Regions from separate parts of the Macaca mulatta genome. Here region 1 is linked to region 2. The links are chromatin contacts, called in public Hi-C maps. All regions are on one chromosome and are shown on one strand. The core of a region is the stretch at or near the end of the contact, and the rest is flanking DNA. Distances in the headings are between cores, read along the strand shown. Region 1 holds the start of EXD3 (exonuclease 3'-5' domain containing 3). Region 2 holds the start of NSMF (NMDA receptor synaptonuclear signaling and neuronal migration factor).

What was found. Hi-C and Micro-C count contacts between places; a contact is called where the count stands out from the background.
Region 1: a contact with region 2 is called in a Hi-C map of fetal cortex germinal zone, with 3 times the contacts expected there. The contact joins the promoter of EXD3 here to the promoter of NSMF in region 2. A contact is called at or near these places in 4 of 14 Hi-C or Micro-C datasets (CD4 T cells, fetal cortex germinal zone, fetal cortical plate and 1 more).

The regions. Positions count from the first base shown.
Region 1 is chr15:5,023,490-5,029,270 of T2T-MMU8v2.0, forward strand. It overlaps EXD3 (exonuclease 3'-5' domain containing 3), which reads left to right and starts at 1,279. Exons shown (of 22, transcript XR_013405209.1): 1 at 1,279-1,348. NOXA1 (NADPH oxidase activator 1) reads right to left here and starts at 1,302. Exons shown (of 12, transcript XM_077966904.1): 1 at 745-1,302. The coding sequence starts at 921. LOC144334886 reads right to left here. Exons shown (of 4, transcript XM_077966731.1): 3 at 4,004-4,183; 4 at 2,559-2,693. The coding sequence ends at 4,118. It also overlaps the pseudogene LOC114672935.
Region 2 is chr15:4,989,025-4,995,106 of T2T-MMU8v2.0, forward strand. It overlaps NSMF (NMDA receptor synaptonuclear signaling and neuronal migration factor), which reads left to right and starts at 1,384. Exons shown (of 14, transcript XR_013405227.1): 1 at 1,384-1,680; 2 at 2,171-2,232; 3 at 2,814-3,308; 4 at 4,217-4,292; 5 at 5,394-5,462. It overlaps PNPLA7 (patatin like phospholipase domain containing 7), which reads left to right. Exons shown (of 34, transcript XM_077966762.1): 34 at 1-785. The coding sequence ends at 74.

The sequences.
Region 1 (5,781 bases), core at 29-2,528, 34 kb after region 2:
AAAAAATGAAATCATTGTGGAGGTGACTGTAAATTTGTATGCAGCTTTAAGACACAAGAGAGGGGGGGTCTCATGCACTTTGCCCAGTCTCCTCCAAGGGGGATATTTTGTGAGTCAGGGGCGTGGAGACCCTCTCACAGAGCAAAGTTCCCTCTCCTTTTCATCGCTGCTGTCACCAAGCCTTCAATAACCGTGGGCACCTGCCTGCTTCTGCAGGGTGCTTGGGACTGAGCGTGGGGGCAGCGCTGGTGTTTGGAATGCGCAGGTACAGGCGGCCTCAGAACGGGGGCGGGCGCAGGAAGGGCAGCGGACTCCGTGCAGGGCCTTGGCCGCTGCACCCGGGCACCCTGGACTCCTGGCTGTTTTGGGGAGTGGGCTGCGTTCAGCCCTCCTGGCTGAGGGCTCAGAGGAGGAGACTGACCCTGTCTCCTGGCCATGACCACAGGTGCAACGCTTTCCCCTTGGTGCAGGGCGGCCCCTCGGGCCTGACCCAGCCCAGCAGCTTCCCCCTTCCCGGTGTGAGTCACCCTCGGGCCCGGGCCTCTGCCAGTAACCGCCGCGCCCCCCAGCCCGGCCTCGCTCAGCTCAGGTGCGGCCCCCACTGCTCGGCTCCCACCTGCAGGGGCGTTCGCTGGGTCGGGGGCGGCAGGGCGACCCCGTAACCGTCGGGGAGGGGCGCAGAGCCCTCCCCAGGGGCTCGAGGCGGAGGCATCGTCCGCACCGGCCTCCCCACGCCCCGCTCACCCGCAGCGCGGCCTCGGCGTCCCCGGCCAGCAGGTGCACGCAGCCCGCGTTGAAGCACAGCCTGGCGGGCGGCGCCGGGACGCCCGAGAACAGGTGCAAGGCGCGGGCCCAGTCCCCGCGATCTACGGCCTGCGCGCCCAGGTGCCAGGCGCGCACCAGGTCCCCCAGAGAGGCCATGGCGGCCCGTGGCGGCTCGAGGAGGAGCTGGGATCCCACGGAGGGTCCGGGACCGGGTCCGGGTCCGGGTCCAGGAGGCGGCGCGGGGCTGCGGGGCCTGGGAGGCGGGCAGAGGAGCGGCAGCCGCGCGCCAGGTGCAACCCCGCTGCCCCACGGCGCCCCCTGGCGGCAGGCGCCCGCTCCTCCCCGATAGGGCCCCGCCCCGCCCGGGACCTCCTGACCCCGCCCCCGCCTGAGACGACCACGCCCACCTCCCGTTCAGGCCCCGCCCCGGCCGGACTTCCGCCTGCAGCTTTGTGCGCCCGGCTTCCCAGCCCCTCCCGCGCTGGCCTCGGTGCGCCGGATAAAGCCCTCCGGGCCAGCTGCTGCGGTAGGGCCAAGGTTCCGCGCCGGGCGTGGACGGTGTGGGGCGGCCCCGGCCCTGCAGGTGAGCGACCCCGGGCCGCGCGGGCCAGGTGGGCGGCCTGGGCGCGGAGGGCAGAGCGGGGCCGGGCCCAGTGCGCGCGTCCTGAGGTGAGGGCCGCAGCTAAGAGTGAGCCGGGGCCGGGCCGCCGGCTCTCCCGGGGTGGGGAAACTGAGGCCCCGATGGGGCGGGGAAAGCGCGTTCTCCTGCAGGGCCCCGCTCCGGAGGCCGCCGGGCAGCCGGACGCCGCGGGACGCTGAGCCGATCCCGCCGCCCTGTCCCGCGGGGCCTGCCCTCCTCCGCGCCTTCCGAGCGCGGACGTCACGGGACCCGGAGGCCCTTTGCTCCGTCGCCGAGGAGGCGGCGCTCCCGGTGGGACGCGCGCCCAGCCCTGCCCTCCCCGGGAGAAGGGACGGGCGCCTCCCTGCAGGGGCCCTGGCTTCCTGCCCACCGGCGCTGAGTCCTGTATTAGCTGTGAACCTAAACTAATGAAAAGGGTCAGAATGTGGTGCCCGGTGGGTTTATTCAGGCACAGAGGTCGAGGGCGGCCTGGGTCACCAGGTGCACCGGAGAACAAGACAGAGGCTCAGGTTTTTAAAGAAAAGAGAGCCCGTGGGAGAGCAGGTGGTTTGGAGCTCACTGGCTTGTAGAAACGGCATTGGTTCGCGATTGGCCACGGCTGGGTGTTACCAGTGGGAAGTTACTTGGCTCAAGGGGTAGTGAGGGACTGCGATTTCATTTGAAATGCTTTCTGGTACTTAACATCAGGCTTTCCGGGCCAGAAGTTTAAAAGGGCTTTGCATTCCTCAGATAAATGATTTTTTTCTTTCTCATTTGCCCCCCTTTTGATCAAAATATTTCTTCTTGAAAGCATTGATTATCAAAATCCGAGGGTCAGAGTGTCCCCTCTTGCTGGGAAGGCTCATTCCCACATAGTCCTGTCCCATTCCAAGCAGGGAAGGAGGAGACATTTCAGGGAGGATTGTTTTTTTTAAGAACATCACAAACTGAATTGGAATGGCATCACAGGGTGGCAAACATGAGGCCTCAGTGAAGTCATTAACTTATACAGCTGCTATCACCTGTTGAATCATCTCTAGTTTTTAGAAACACCATTAATTTTAGTTTTCTCAGAAGTAACACATAGGACTATAACCAATTTATATGCTAGATGAAAGAAACATACCTATTCCATTAGGGAGACAACTAAAAACATGAAGAAAGTAAAATCCATGTTCTTCTTTATTTATTATTTAGCGATGGGGTCTTGCTTTGTCGCCCACGCTGGAGTGCAGAGGCACAATCCCCACTCATAGCAGCCTTGAGCTCTTGGGCTTAAAGGGTCCTCTTGTCTCAGCCTCCCGAGTACCTGGGAATACAGGTGTTTGCCACCAGGACCGGCTAATTTTTAAATTTTTTTGGTGGAGACTAGGTCTTGCCACCTTGCCCAGGCTAGTCTCGAACTCCTGAGCCCAAGCGATCCTCTCATCTGGGCCTCCCAAAGTGCTGGGATTATAGGTGTGAACACTGTACCCAGCCAGGTTCTTTTTTTTTTTTTTTTTTTTGAGACGGAGTCTCGCTCTGTTGCCCAGGCTGGAGTGCAGTGGCGGGATCTCGGCTCACTGCAAGCTCCGCCTCCCGGGTCCACGCCATTCTCCTGCCTCAGCCTCCCGAGTAGCTGGGACTACAGGCGCCCGCCACCTCGCCCGGCTAATTTTTTGTATTTTTAGTAGAGACGGGGTTTCACTGTGGTCTCGATCTCCTGACCTTGTGATCCGCCCGCCTCGGCCTTCCAAAGTGCTGGGATTACAGGCGTGAGCCACCGCGCCCGGCCTAGGTTCTTCTTTAGAGACTTGTAGCCAGAAGATTGTTCAGGATTTAGTCCAGATTATAGGAAAATAAAAAATACAATGGTCAGGGATAGAATCCAGTAATAGGTATGCTATAGTTTTTCTCTGAAACATAATTTTTCTCTACTTCCCCATTTCTACCAAAGATAAATCTTGGTAAGACCAATTTACTTGTAAAATAAATTTTACAATTTACTTGTAAAATATTTGGCCTGATTATTTGCCTAAAGTACAACAACAGTGGTGACTGGCCATACAGGCTCCTTTTTAAATTGGCTGGAACTTTGCCATAAGGAATTTCAGATTAGACTTTTTTTCCCCATGTCAGACAGGTAATGTGCTGACATCATAACAGGGTTTGAGGGAGACATACCCTACACATGAGGCAATCATCATGCTTATGAACTACAAAAGGGTCAGATTAGACCTTTAAAAGCCACTTGAGGGGTGGGCACGGTGGCTCACGCCTGTAATCCCAGCACTTTGGGAGGCCGAGGTGGGCAGATCACGAGGTCAGGAGATCGAGAGCATCCTGGCTAACACGGTGAAACCCCGTCTCTACTAAAAAAAAATACAAAATATTAGCCAGGCGTGGTGGCGGGCGCCTGTCCCAGCTACTCCAGAGGCTGAGGTGGAGAATGGCGAACCCGGGAGGCGGAGCTTGCAGTGAGCCAAGATCTCACCACTGCACTCCAGCCTGGCCCACAGAGCGAGACTCCGTCTCAAAAAAAATAAATAATACCTGTATGAATTAGGGGGTGAATGTCTTCCAGGTCCCAAACTATCTTGAAGTTCCTGGATCTGTCAGAAAGTGGCATTCTTTACTTACCTCCAGGCCAAGAACCTTGTAAGGGAACTATGTAAACAGGGCACCAGTCCAGTCATCCCAAGGGGCTTTTTATTGGCTCTGTAAAGTGCACCTCGATTCCTCAAAGCAGTCTGGTCATATCCGAAAATACGTCATCCCAGTCCAAGCCTTGGTAGAATAACCAGGGTCTCCAATTGTGTCCTGTTACAAGGAAAACAGATTCTTACTGAACTCATGCAAATAACTACATTGCCATAAAATAAGAATACTCATGAATCACTTCCAGATTTTTGAGAAATCATAGAAAAAGACAAATGTTTCAGTTTTGCTCACAAAAGTGTATGTCACCCAATTGCTATAGCTATAAATAGCTCACTCAAACAGAAAAAGGATTTTTGACTCTGGAAAACAAAATATAAAAAGAGTCAGCTAGGTTTCAACAACAACAAAAAGTCACAAAAAGCATTTCAGATCTCTCTCAGTTCCGTTCTATGTAATTTGCTTTTTTTTGAGACAGAGTCTCGCTCTGTCACCCAGGCTGGAGTGCAGCGGCGCGACCTCAGCTCACTGCAAGCGCCACCTCCTGGGTTCACGCCATTCTCCTCCTGTCTCTGCCTCCCAAGTAGCTGGGACTACAGGCGCCGCCATCACGCCAGACTAATTTTTTGTATTTTTAGTAGAGACGGGGTTTCACCGTGTTAGCCAGGCCAGGATGGTCTCGATCTCCTGACCTCATGATCCACCTGCTTTGGCCTCCCACAGTGCTTGGATTACAAGCGTGAGCCACCGCGCCCAGCGGCTTTCTTCTGTATGATGTTGGGTTAGCAATCCTCATGAAAGCATCGGCTTTTTAATAAGAGTCCTGGACATTTTTACGTGGTCCATTGGTATGATCTCCCAAGTTATCAGAAGTCTGTATACTTGTCAGTGTCCTTTCCATGAAGTTCCTTGAAGAAAATGCACATTTTAGACTGTAGCTTATTTTATTTATTTATTTATTTATTTTGAGACGGAGTCTTGCTCTGTTGCCCAGGCTGGAGTGCAGTGGCACAATCTCGGGGTTACTGCAACCTCTGCCTCCCAGGTTCGAGCAGTTCTCCTGCCTCAGCCTCCCAAGTAGCTGGAATTACAGGCATGTGCCACCATACCCAGCTAATTTTGTATTTTTAATAGAGAGGGAGTTTTACCACGCTGGCCTTGCTGGTTTCGAACTCCTGACCTCAAGTGATCCACCCACCTCAGCCTCCCTAAGTGTTGGGATTACAGGCGTGAGCCACCATGCCCAGCCTTAAACTGCATTTTGAGAAGAAAGTAAAACAGTAATTTTCTGTGGATAACAAAAGACTTAGAGTAGCCATGGGTGAAGATGCGATTGAGAGGGAATTTGGTTCCTTCTGTGGTTAAAACAATTGAACATATAATCACGACTGATAACATACCAAGACATGTCAGAATTTTTAGGAATCTCATACAATTTTGGAACATATGTTAATAATACATTTATACAAATATAACTCAAACAGCATTCCACATTTGATGATGCTTCCTGTATGATTTTAACATACCAGATAAGCCTCATACATACATCTCCCTTGGACTTCTCGAGGTTCCTGTTTGTTATGTCCAAGTTAGTTCAGGTCAAAAAACCCTTAATTTTAGGACTTGAAATTTGATTTTGGGCCGGGCGCGGTGGCTCAAGCCTGTAATCCCAGCACTTTGGGAGGCCGAGACGGGCGGATCACGAGGTCAGGAGATCGAGACCATCCTGGCTAACACAGTGAAACCCCTTCTCTACTAAA
Region 2 (6,082 bases), core at 134-2,633:
CCTTGCTGCAGCATGGACACCCCAGCCTGGCTTTCCCAAAACTGTCCGAGGGCTCCTCTGACCAGGATGGGTAGAGGCCTGTGCTAAAGAGCCCAGATGCAGTGTCTTCTGTGGGACTGTCCCCAAGGCTGAGGCTGCTGCCAACTCCTAGGGTCCTCTGTACCTGCCCTGCTGGAAGCCCCAGCTTTCCCCGGAGCCCCAGGCTGTGTTAGGATTCTCTGGGCCTCTTCTCTGTACCTGCAGCCCTGCACACAGGGCCCTGTGAGCTCCCCCTGCAGCCCTGTGAGGCCCCTGAAGCCCTGTGAACCCCCTGCATCCCTGTGAGCCCCCCTGCAGTCCTGTGAGGGCCCCGAAGCTCTGTGAACCCCCTATTGCCCTGTGAGCCTCCCTGCTGCTCTGTCAGCCCCCCTGCAGTCCTGTGAGGCCCCCCAAAGCCCTATGAGCCTACCTGCAGCCCTGTGAACCCTTCCTGCAGCCCTGTGAGAGCCCTGTGAGCCCCCTGCAGCCCTGTGAGGCCCCCCAAAGCCCTGTGAACCTGCTGCAGCCCTATGAGCCTCCCTGCTGCTCTCTCAGCCCCCCTGCACCCCTGTGAGGCCCCCCAAAGCCCTCTGACCCCCTGCAGCCCTGTGAGCCTCCCTGCTGCCCTGTGAGCCCCCCCGGAGCCCTGTGAACCCCCCCAGAGCCCTGTGAACCCGATGCAGCCCTGTGAGGCCCCTGAAGCCCTGTGAGGTGTGGGAGCCCTGATGCTGCCATGTGATGTTTCAATAAAGGTGGATCTGAGTGTTGGACGTGTCCCCCGGGCTGAGGTCCCTGTCGCAAAGAAACACTACTGGCTGTCCCTGATATGGGTGGTCGCCGAGGTTGGGCAGTCCCCAGCCATCCTCAAATGACCCCACTGCTGGGGCCTGAGAGCCCCTAGGGTGGCAACTGCAGGCCAGGCAGGTAGGGCTCCCAGAGTCTGCGTGGAGCTGTGGCTCCCAGGACCAGGACAGGACCCTCTGGCTCCCTCTGGCCTCGAGCACACTGGGTGCCCCTAAACCGGCTTCCCCTTCAGTTTCCAGGTCCCAAACTGCACAGGGAGCCCTTTTGTGTAAGGGGAGGGAGAATCGGCCGCCCTGTGACCCCTGCAGATCATGAGGGCCGAGGGCCCAGGACTTTGCGAACAGGCGGCCGCTGGCCTGTTTCCCCGCTCTGGAGGCCTGGACGAGAGGGCGCGGAGCCAGGCCGTCCGGCCCCGCCCCCAACCCGAGCCCTGACGTCACGGTGGGCGGGGTCACTTGTCCTCTCCGAGTGCTCCCGGGCCCTGACGTCACAGTGGGCGGGACCGAGTGCCCCTCCGAGCCCGCCCGGGTCCTGACGTCACGATGGGCGGGGCCAGCCCTCGGTCCGGGCAGCGCTCTCCCGGGAGCGGCGGCACGCGCGGAGCGCCGGGTGCGGCCATGCGGGGCCCGGGCCCGACCCCGAGCCCGAGCCCAAGCCCGAGTCGGAGCCCGAGCGAGACCCCGAACCCAAGCCCAAGCGCGACCCCCGGCGCGGCGCGGCTACCCCGGCGGAGGCGGCGGGCGCGGGGCGCGCTCTGAGGCCCGGGGGATGCGCCGCCGCCTCGACCATGGGCGCCGCCGCCTCCAGGAGGAGGGCGCTGAGGAGCGAGGCCATGTCCTCGGTGGCGGCCAAAGTGCGGTGAGTGCTACCCCGCCCCGGACCCCCGACCCCGCCCGAGTCCGCCCCTGCCCCGCGGTGCTCCCCGGGCTCCCGGGCCCCAGCCTCTCCCACTGCGGCGCCCTCCCCGCGTCCCGCGCCCCCTCCTCTGGCTTCTCGCCGCGCCTCCCTCTTCCTGGCCCCCTGCCCTGCCCTCCTGTCCCCTCCCCTCGCGAGCGCATGGTGGGCGAGCGCACCCCCCGGGTCGGGAGTGGCCTCGGTTCCCCAGGGAACAGCAGCTAACCAGCCTCGCGACCCCTCTCCACGGGCCAACGGGCAGGGGCCGGGCCTGCAGGCCTGGCCAGGGCGCACCAGTACCAAGGGTGTGTGGGTTCCCGGAGGGGGCGACCCCCGACCCTCCCTCCAGACGCCTAAGGCCTGGCTGGGGACCGGCTCCCCGGCTCTTGTGCCGCCCTGTGTTTGGGAGGGTCGTGCCGTGGCCTCCGACCGTGCCCTCTCTGTCCACCCTCAGAGCAGCTCGAGCGTTTGGAGAGTACCTGTCCCAGAGTCACCCTGAGAACCGCAACGGCGCAGGTAGGGCACGCGAGGCCATGCCAGGGCCGCCCAGACCCCCCAGCCCAGGGGATGCTGATCCCTGCCTCCGGGGGTGGAGCGTGAGGGGCATTGGTTGCGCGTGGGCCGGGCGCCCTGCCGGCCTGGCTTCCTCACATCCCCTGCCCTCCCTGCCCGAGCCCCAGGAGCAGTTCCCAGCCGCTCGTCACCATGGCACCCACCCCGCCTGGGCCGTTGGCATGGCAACAGGCCTCCTGGCTCCCCCAGGGCTGGCACCACTGCCTCTGGGGGCCAGCTGGTGGGGGGAGGGGGAAGTTGGCACCAGGCAAACGGTGCGATCGCAGGCTGGGGGGTGGCCTGCGTGTTCCTACCCAGCAGGACCGCACACAGGTAGCGCGGAGTCACCCCGCCCCCACACACATGCAGGGGCTTGAGGCCCAGATAGGAGTGAGGGGCTCAGAAACATGCCAGTGACTAGGGTTTGAGCAGCCCCAGCCCCCCACAGACGCCAGGTGCCCATTGGGTATTCTCTGCCTTCGGCCTGCTATGAAACCAGCAGCGGGGGGCCACGCCGCTGCAGGCTCACCCAGTGTCTCTCCCAGATCACCTGCTGGCTGATGCCTACTCTGGCCACGACGGGTCCCCCGAGATGCAGCCGGCCCCCCAGAACAAGCGCCGCCTGTCCCTCGTCTCCAACGGCTGCTACGAGGGCAGCCTCTCAGAGGAGCCCGGCATTAGGAAGCCCGCAGGCGAGGGCCCCCAGCCTCGAGTGTACACCATCTCTGGGGAGCCTGCCCTGCTGCCCAGCCCCGAGGCGGAGGCCATTGAGCTGGCGGTGGTGAAGGGGCGGCGGCAGCGGCACCCTCACCACCACAGCCAGCCCCTGCGCGCCAGCCCTGGCGGCAGCCGGGAGGATGTCAGCAGGCCCTGCCAGAGCTGGGCGGGCAGCCGCCAGGGCTCCAAGGAATGCCCCGGATGTGCACAGCTGGCTCCTGGCCCCACCCCTCGGGCCTTTGGTCTGGACCAGCCGCCTCTGCCTGAGACCTCTGGCCGCCGCAAGAAGCTGGAGAGGATGTACAGTGTTGACCGTGTGTCTGGTGAGGGGCTTGTGTCGGGGCATGGACAGGTTTGGGGGTGCATGCCACTGCCAGGGTCTGACAGCAGCAGCCACTGTGAGGCTTGGAACAGGGGATGGGTGCTCAGGTCACAGTATGCCAGCGGACTCAAGATTAAACCCAGCAGGCTCCTGCTGCTGCCTCCACACCCTATGAGCTGTGAGTTCCCTCAGCTCCTCAGCAAAATCTGCCAGGCCTCACAGTCCGCTTTGGCCCGGCTAGCACCAGGTCAATCAAGGAGTGCTTCCCAGAGGAGGGGGCCTGGGAGGATCTTAAGGGATATATAGGGAGGAAACACCACTTAATCAGGAGATTGGGCTGCCCTCCAAGAGTCCTGGGAAGCTGTTGGGGCCCAGCCAGGCAGTGGGCCCGTTTCCCCAGGACTGTTGAGTTGCGTGGTAGCTTGTCCACCAGGCAGAAAGTCACTCCACGGTCCCCACACTTGGGCATCAGGAAAAGGCTGTGGGGTCCCTGGGAAGGCGACAACCCTCAGCAAGGTGGTCTCTAGCCTCAGCGAGGGCCTCCAGCTAGAGCATGGGGGCTGTGGAGAAGGCCTCAGATGCCCGAGGGAAACAGATGCATTTTTTTCCTGGGCCTCCTGGAGACAGACCGTGCTTTCAAAGGAATGTTCCTCAAACTTTGGGTGGCCAAAGGGAAAGTTAAGCCAAAAAAAATCAAAGCGTCAAGTCACCAAGACCGTGGTCTTGGTGAGTGAGCAGCAGACATTCGAGCACTGCCCTCTGGGCCCGTGGGGGGATGCCACCCTGCGCCAGCCTCCCCCCACCCGCCCTGGCTGCCCACTGCCACTGACCCCCGGACTCAGAAGCATCTGCTTCCCAACAGGGAGGGACAGACCTCACCCAGCCACCGCTCCTTTTTGTCTCTTTTAGACGACATCCCCATTCGTACCTGGTTCCCCAAGGAAAATCTTTTCAGCTTCCAGACAGCAACCACAACTATGCAAGCGTGAGTCTTGTTCCACGATGTGGGGTCAGGGCCGGGTGGCCTCCTGCTGCTGCTCAGGAAACACGGCTTTTTCCCAGCCTCTGGGCCTACCAGGGTGGCTGCTTCTGAACAGCCCCATGTGCCCATCCTGTGCCAGGCCTGCCAGGGAGGCCATGGCTGGCTGCTCTTCCCCTCCCATGGCTGGTGCCCAGCCACCCCACAGTCCTCTGGTCACGGGACCCGGCCCAGGGCTGCAGCTGATGAGCTGTCAGTGGGGTGTGGGGTGTGGCGTGGTTCTCCTCCTCCCATCCCCTCTCCTCAGCCTGTGTCTGCCCTCCCTCAACCCCCAAATAGAAGCCTACTTCTGTTTCATATGTGCCACAGGTAATGACAGTTTTGGGGTCCCCCCAGGGACCTGCTCTTCTCTGTCTGGACATACATCTGGGTTTTCTGTTTTGGGGTTCCTTCCAGGGAAGTTCCCTTTGCTGCAGTGGCCCCCACACCAAAGAAGTGCCCTGCACAGGGGGAGTCCACCCCACTCCCAGCCTCAGGCTGCCCGGTCTCAGCAACCGGTCCTGGTGGCATGGGCTGCAGTGACATAAGCTTCCATTGCCTATTCAGGGCTGGCTGGCAGTGTAGCCAGCATCCTGCTGGCGGCTGGGTTACCTGTGAGGGATCTACTGGGTCAGTGACAAGAAGGGAACTGCAGGGGCCGGGTGGGGGCTGAGGGGAGGCCCAGGGTTGAGCTCACTGTGTCTTCTCTCTCACGCCATCCCTTTTGGCCCTGGCTTCAGCATCTCGTAAGTACCTGTATGACTTGGTGCCTAAGGGCACAGCCGTTGTCCCTGGGGAGACCCTCCCACCCCCAAATAGGTTTGGGCAGGCCAGGGACCTGGGTCTTGAGGGAGTGCCGCTCTCTGTGGGCCTGGCTCCCAGCGGGCACCGAGGTCGCAGCAGGGCCTGCCGGGAGCTGGGCCTCAACTGGTGAGGCAGGCTGGGACTCCTCTGCCTGGCCCCATGCCCCAGACGCCCTGCTGGGCCCTCTGCTCGCACCACTGTCCCCACGTCTGTGTCCCTCCTGCCTCTGGCCAAGGGCAGTGCTGACTCGCGGTGGTTTCCCAGGGTGTTCAGGGGCTACGCGGAGAGGAAGCGCCGGAAACGGGAGAATGATTCCGCGTCTGTAATCCAGAGGTAGGGCCTGCCAGCCACTCGCCACCAGGGTCCATCTCTGGTCTGTGCTGGCCTGGCCTGGGCCCCCTCGGCCCTGGCAGACCTGATGGGGGAAGGGTGGTGGCGACCACTGGCCTGGCCCTGCTCTGGGGACGTGGCAGGCAGGAGAGGCCATGTGGCCCGGGCTGCAGGAAAGCATCTCACCCTCAGTCCTGCATTCCGAGGGCACGGGTCTCTGTCTGGGATGGGGCCAGAGGCAAGGCCCCCCTCCCCCGCTCCAACTACAGAGCTATGTCTGGGGAACTTTTTTGCCCGTTTCGGATGTTGGGCCTTGGCAGGGTCCAAAGTTTGGTGGAGGAGAGGACCTGCCCCTGAGGTGGCTCAAGGACACAGAGCAGGAGAGGGGGCTCCTGCAGGCCCCCAGCCCGCCATGGGGTGGTGCAGACAGGAGCCCCGCTCTGCTGCAGCGCAGGCAGGCTGGATCCTCAGCCACATGGGCGTCCATGGAGGCTCAGGGTGTGAGTCCCGGGCGAGGATGGAAGGTCAGAGCCTGGGAATGCAGCTTCGGAGGAAGCTTGATCCAGAGCGCCAGGCACTGCACCTTTGTTCTGGAGGCGAAGGGGAGCCCTGGAAGGCTCTCG